2 separate regions of the Ovis aries genome follow, and region 1 is linked to region 2. The links are chromatin contacts, called in public Hi-C maps. All regions are on one chromosome and are shown on one strand. The core of a region is the stretch at or near the end of the contact, and the rest is flanking DNA. Distances in the headings are between cores, read along the strand shown. Region 1 overlaps ZFAT (zinc finger and AT-hook domain containing). Region 2 has its middle 75 kb from the start of MIR30D.

Region 1 (3,507 bases), core at 476-2,975, 160 kb after region 2:
TTTGTGCGAAACTTTGTGCGGGGAAACGAGAATGCAGAGTCAGATGTGATTCACCAACTCCTCTTGAGGGTCTCATGCAGTCCCAGCAGTGGAAAACAGATCTTTTGGGAGATGGTGCCAGGTATCATGATGGAACTAAGCCCCGAGAATTGAGGGCTTGAGGGGTGGGGTGCAGCTGCCCCTAGCCCAGCCACTTAGTCACCTTGGTCCTTTTGATGAAAAAATATGTAGGTCCATTTCTGAGATCTTACGTCTTTTCCATTGATCTGTTTGTTTATCCTCCATCCACATCGCACTGTCTGAATTACCTAGCTTTCTAGTCATTTTTGAGCTTATAAAGAATAAACAGGAGGGGCAGAAATGCAGGCAGGAGCCAGACCCGGTGTCAGGTGCTGTCGTGGTGCAGCGGCGGCCGTGGGAATGGAGGTTGGGGCAGGTTTAGAGACATGAGGCAGAAGAAAGCCCTGTGGGACTGGTGGCTGATCGGGCTTTAACTTAGAGACCAGCCAGTCTTCGTCTGTGTTTGTTTTTAGGGGAAAGAGCAGTGGTGAACTGATCCGGCACGGGGACATGAGAGTTTGCAGGCTCCGTACACACGGCCAGGGTCCATTGTTTTCAGGAGGGCCACGTGGCCACAGTTCCCATCACTAGGCAGGAGTCAGAGGACCAGCAAAGTTGCGGGTTTTGGGGTTCTGGGTTGGCCAGCGGCTGGCCCACCCTGAGCCGCTCCTTCTCCCCCAGCCCTGGATCTTGGATGTTTCTCTAGGAAGCAGGAGCTGAGTGCCTTGGTTAACATTCTTCTCAGGGGTTCTAAGGTGAACATTCTCGAAATGTTCAGGTCCTTCTGACAAAGGAAATGCAGCATTTCTGTTTAGAAATAAATATGTTTGTTAACCTCATTGATCTCTTTAGGCTTTTTTTTTTTTTATCTCTTTAAGCTTTTAACTGATTTTGAATTAAGTGATATTGATGGTTTTGGAGTTTATAATCTTTTAGAGGAGACAGAGGTTGAACAAATAAACACACCACCAAATACATGATTACAAATTAGGGAAATTGCTTCAAAGTGGAGGGTGGTGGGAGAGTGGGCAAGAGAAAGTAATGGAGACCTAATTTGTATTGAAGGGGGTTTCAGAAAAGTCTCTCTAAGAAACTGAGGTTAAAGCTAAATCTAGGTTCTGGATTTTTTTTTTTTTTTTAAGTTTGGTGATCAGAAAGCAGCCCTCTCCACTTTGCAGAATATTTTTTACAATTAAAATTTTTTAAATATTGGACTATAATTGATTTACAATATTGTGTTAGTTTTAGGTATACAGCAATGTGATTTAGTTGTACATGTGTCTGTTTTCCTTAAAAGTCTTTTTCCACTTAGGTTATTACAGAATACTGAGCAGAGTTCCCTGTGCTATAGAGTAGGTTCTTGTTTGGCTATCTGTTTTAAACATAGTGGTGTGTACATGTCAATCCCAAACTCCCAATTTATTCCCTTCCCCCAGTCTTTCTCCTTTAGTAACCATAAGGTGGTTCGCTAGGTCTGTAAGTCTGTTTTGTAAATAAGTTCATGGGTATTTTTTTTTTCCCCTGCATCACTATCATATGATATTTGTCTTTTTCTGTCTGACTTACCTCACTTGGTGTGATCATCTCCAGAATTTCAGGCAGCTCAGAACTAGCTTGCGGCCCGAGTTCTCCTTTGCCCTCTGTCGCCGCCTAGGGGTCATGTGTGGGAAAGGACCTGCTGCAGGCGCTCAGGAGATAACCTTTGTCTTCAGAGGTGGCAGCCGCCAGTGGGGATGTCAGGCACGACTGAGGGACTGGGATGCTGGGCCTACAGGGGACGAGACCCAGGGGCCACTGGGTAGCCTGATCAGATGCAGTGGGAGGGGCTGGTCTTGCCAGGATCACCCCGAGGCTGCACTAGCTGGAGCCGGATCAGGGAGAAGGACGGGCTGCCCACCGGGCTGCCGACTGGGCTGCTGACCTTCTAAAGTTCCGTGCCTCGTAAACGGAGTGGTTGTAGTCGCTCAGTCGCTCAGTCGTGTCTGACTCTGCGACCCCATGGGCTGCATCACACCAGGCCTCCCTGTCCTTCACCATCTCCCAGAGTTTACTCAAACTTATGTCCATTGAGTCGGTGATGCCATCCAACCATCTCATCCTCTGTCGTCCCCTTCTCCTCCTGCCCTCAATCTTTCATCAGGGTCTTTTCCAGTGAGTCAGCTCTTCACATCAGGTGGCCACAGTATTGGAGCTTCACCTTCGGCATCAGTCCTCCCAATGAATATTCAGGTTTGATTTCCTTTAGGATAGACTGGTTGGATCTTCTTGCTGTCCAAGGGACTCTCAAGAGTCTTCTCCAGCACCACAGTTTGAAGGCATCAGTTCTTTGGCGCTCAGCTTTCTTTATCGTCCGTCTCTCACATCCGTACGTGACCGCTGGAAAAACCATGGCTTTGACTAGATGGACCTTTGTTGGCAAAGTAATGCTTTTTAATATGCTGTCTAGGTTGGTCATTGCTTTTCTTCTGAGGAGCACGTGTCTTTTAATTTCATGGCTACAGACACCACATGCAGTGATTTTGGAGCCCAAGAAAAGAAAGTCTGCCACTGTTTCTACCGTGTCCCCGTCTGTTTGCGGTGCAGTGGCGGGACGGGAGAGAGGGAGGTAGCTGCCCAGCTAATAAGGGGGTGCAGGGCACTGGCGGCAAGGCTGGATTCTGTCCCTTCTAAAGCAGGAATCTGTGAATTTGGGCCACTAACAAAACCACAGTCACTTTAAATTGTTTCCATGAACAAAATAGAATTATTTATTTATGTTTCTGGAGTATGTATCTTACTCATTTTACAATGTGCTTAGTATACATGGTATGTGGTACATCTTAGGCATTCATTAAATATTGGATTGTGTGACTAAGTTGAAAATGTCTTTTTTCCCCAGTATAAAACTGAATGACCCAGGTATGTGGAGAGTGCACATGATGCTTACTTCCTGTGTTAGTTACCAGGAAGAAAGGACCAGGTGATTCTGGTGACCTGGAGCTGGGTGGCTGGTGGGGTTTGGAAAATTCTTTTCCCCGTGGCTCTTGCTTAAATTTAAAGCTCTGCTCTGGAATTTGAACAGACCTTAGACACATCTGAGTATTAGAGGGCAGTTCGTTCTTCTGGAATTAATTGTCGAGTTCAAAATGCTTGGTAACTGAGACCAGTCACAGGCTTTCGTGATAAGTAGAGCAGGTATTTCAAATTTGCCTTTGAATTTGTGTGTTTCCCACAGTTCCTGTCTGGCTGTTATTTTATCTCCTTTGATTATGACCTCAGGCGCCCAGAGCAGCCAGCCAGCTTCTAGATGATAATAAGTGAAAAGGTCCCCGTCTTCAGCCTCTTTGTTTTTTTTCACTGGAGGCTGGTTGCTTTACAGTGTTGCTGGTTTCTGCTGTCCAGCAGTGTGATTCAGTCGTAAGCATACACGCCCATGCCGCCGCTCCGGGCCATCCCAGAGCGCCGGCT
Region 2 (3,381 bases), core at 855-3,354:
GGCTACAGGCCATGAGGTTGCAAAAAGTCCGATATGGCTAAGCATGCACCTGGCACGATTCTAAATTCTGGAGATAGGTCAGGAAACAAAATAGGCAAAAGTCCCCACCCCGTGGGCCTAACACCTAGTGGAATAGACATGAAATGTGAAGTGTTAGGTGCTCAGTCATGTCCAACTCTCTGCGACCCCATGGGCTGTAGGCTGCCAGGCTTCTCTGTCCACGGGATTCTGCAGGCAAGAATCCTGGAGTGGGTTGCCATTCCCTTCTCCAGGGGGTCTTCCTAACCCAGGGATTGAACCCCAACTTCCTGCATTGCAGGCAGATTCTTTACCATCTGAGCCACCAGGGAAGCCCCTCTCTTTCATAGCACCTGCAACATCTCCCTTAATCATACATCTTTATGTCCCCCCGCCCCGAACTCTGAGATACTCAAGAGCGGACTCTGTTTTATCCATCCCTGGATACCCAGTCCTGGACACACTATATGCTCAGTAAATGTTCTTTAGGGACATCTCAGATATCTGCCTTACTCTGAGTTGTTTGAAATGTAAATGAAATTATTTTGAGCCCCACATCAGGACAATCTCCCCCAAGAATTTGAGAGAAGAGGCAAGACAGAAAAATGGGAGAAGGGTGGCTTTTATTTTCTTCTTGTCCTTGTGTAAAATCCTCTTGCCCCAGACAGAACCCTAGACCCTTCTTGTTTTGTATTCCGCATGAAGAAACCCTCTAGCAGAAGGCCTGGAGGTTTCTTGCAGAACATTTGAATCTGTGAGGAAAGAAGAAAGCAGTGATTGGGCCAGCACAATGCAAATAGCTTAGATTAACTGCTCCTGAAATGGCTTGGGAGGATGGTGTCAGCGGAGATGGTGGAGGGGGGAGGGAGCACCTCCAAAAATCCACTCCTCCATAAACGCAACAATCTGGGGAACATTTGTTTAAGGGAAAAAAAAGCTTAATCTGGTTCTTTTTTTAAAAAATAAACCATGTGGCATCTTAACTTGCTTGTTCTCCTCCGTCTTCTCCAGCTCCATAATAGGCTTGACAACCACAACCCTAAGTCACAGTGGAACCCAGCAGCCCATATGCCGATGGAGCGGGGCAGAGAACTATACATCAATGAGAATTTTTAAACATACGTAAAAAAAGAAGTGTCTATACCCTTTAGTGTAAATAGTGTTACACACGCCCCTCTTGAAGGTACAAGTGGCCACATTTGGTTTGGTTCTAATTCATGTTCATCCCCGCTCTCAAACACAGAGAGACTCAATTTGATTCTCCACCTTCCAGAAGCTTCTGTTGTGCCTGGGAAGACAGAGAAAGGCTCACAGGTTCCTCAAATGCAGGGCAAGTTGAAAAGCCCAGCATATAGTTTCTCAACCAGTAAGTAAAAAACGCATGGATGAGTAATAAGGATGGGGTAGGCAAAAGCAGAGACATTACTTTGCCGACAAAGGTCCGTCTAGTCAAGGCTATGGTTTTTCCAGTGGTCATGTATGGACGTGAGAACTGGACGATAAAGAAAGCTGAGTGCCGAAGAACTGATGCTTTTGAACTGTGATGCTGGAGAAAACTCTGAGAGTCCCTGGGACTGCAAGGAGATCCAACCAGTCCATCCTAAAGGAGATCAGTCCTGAATATTCATTGGAAGGACTGATGTTGAAGGTGAAGCTCCAATACTCAGGCCACCTAATGCGAAGAACGGACTCGTTGGAAAAGACCCTGATGCTGGGAAAGATTGAAGGCGGGAGGAGAAGGGGACGACAGAGGGTGAGATGGTAGGATGGCATCACCAACTCGATGAGCCATGAGTTTGAGTAAGCTCTGGGAGTTGGCGAAGGGCAAGAAGCCTGGCATGCTGCAGTCCATGGGGTCACAAAGAGTTGGACACGACTGAGCAACTGAAAACTGAACTGAGGTAGAAGTTATTGCCAATGTAAATATAGGAGACATAATGAAAGAGACGACGCTGGCCAGGTCTGCAAATGGTGGGTGCATGAGTTTGAAGCACAATAAATACATTTATTACTAAGCAAACAGAGTAGAGAACAATCGGATGCTTTCCTCTGAGACCAGCTGGTTTGTCATTTCACTTTGCACCACCAGAGGGCACTATAACACTCATTGGGATTTATGGAAGAAAGTTGGTTTTGGTTTTTCTTTACCAGGTCCAGTTGTCAGCAAGGTCTTTGTAAGTTTATAGCTGCTGGGAAACTTGGCTAGTTCTGAGCATTGCTAATGCCCCTCCCCAGAAGAAGGTGTTAGCTGAAATGTGAGGCTGTAACATTTGTAGGAAGGGAAAACAGGAATTTTTTCCAAATTTGACCTCAACATGCTCCCTAGTGTGTGCGTGCTCCGTAGGTCTGACTCTGCGTGACCCCGCGGACCGTAGCCCACCAGGCTCCTCTGTCCATGGGATTCTGCAGGCAAGATACTTGAGTGGGTAGCCATTTCTTCCCTAGGGGATCTTCCCACCCAGGGATCGAGCCTGCATCTCCTGTGTCTCCTGCATTGCGGGCAGATTCTTCACTGCTGAGCCACCAGGGAAGCCGAGAGGATCCAGAACACCAGGGCCAAGCACCTTCTTTCTGCTGAGATGGCCCTCCCCCAACCCTTTCTCCTCCTCATCTCCAAGGACCGCCTTCTCTCTGAGTCCCCAACATCCGACAAACATAGTGCTTCTGTTAGTATTGATTCCACTGGATTCTAAGGATTCATGTTATTTTAATTAAGGTTTCTTAACAGTCAGAGAGATTCAAGGGACTAGATCTGATAGATAGAGTGCCTGAAGAACTATGGATGGAGGTTTGAGACATTGTACAAGAGCCAGTGATCAAGACCATCCCCAAGAAAAAGAAATGCAAAAAGGCAAAATGGCTGTCTGAGGAGCTGAGGAGTCCTTACAAATAGCTGAGAAAAGAAGAGAAGCGAAAGGCAAAGTAGAAAAGGAAAGATATAAACATTTGAATGCAGAGTTCCAAAGAATAGCAAAGAGAGATGAGAAAGCCTTCCTCAGTGACCAACGCAAAGAAATAGAGGAAAACAACAGAATGGGAAAGACTAGAGATCTCTTCAAGAAAATTAGAGATACCAAGGGAACATTTCATGCAAAGATGGGCTCAATCTAAAGGACAGAAATGGTATGGACCTAACAGAACCAGAAGATATTAAGAAGAGATGGCAAGAATACACAGAAGAATTATACCAAAAAAAGATTTTCATGACCCATATAACCACAATGGTGTGATCACTCACCTAGAGCCAGATAACCTGGAATGCGAAATCAAGTGGGCCTTAGGAAGCATCACTACAAAAAAGCTAGAGGAGGTGATGGAATTCCAGTTGAGCTATTTCAAGTCCTAAAAGATGATGCTATGAAA

What was found. A called contact is a pair of places that touch in the nucleus more often than the background predicts.
Region 1: a contact with region 2 is called in a Hi-C map of muscle, with 4 times the contacts expected there. The contact joins two enhancer-like sites. A contact is called at or near these places in 12 of 16 Hi-C or Micro-C datasets (blood, hypothalamus, liver and 7 more).

Annotation. Positions count from the first base shown.
Region 1 is chr9:20,200,681-20,204,187 of ARS-UI_Ramb_v3.0, forward strand. The region is part of intron 1 of ZFAT (zinc finger and AT-hook domain containing); the gene reads left to right. Among named protein-coding and RNA genes, the nearest start is that of ZFAT, 6.5 kb to the left of the region's middle. Within about 2 kb of position 1,726, at least 9 of the 54 cell types and tissues checked have an H3K27ac peak or open chromatin away from gene starts, as enhancers often do. A contact at or near this core is called in muscle, where this site is marked.
Region 2 is chr9:20,043,182-20,046,562 of ARS-UI_Ramb_v3.0, forward strand. No RefSeq gene overlaps it. Among named protein-coding and RNA genes, the nearest start is that of MIR30D, 75 kb to the right of the region's middle. Within about 2 kb of position 2,105, at least 1 of the 54 cell types and tissues checked has an H3K27ac peak or open chromatin away from gene starts, as enhancers often do. A contact at or near this core is called in muscle, where this site is marked.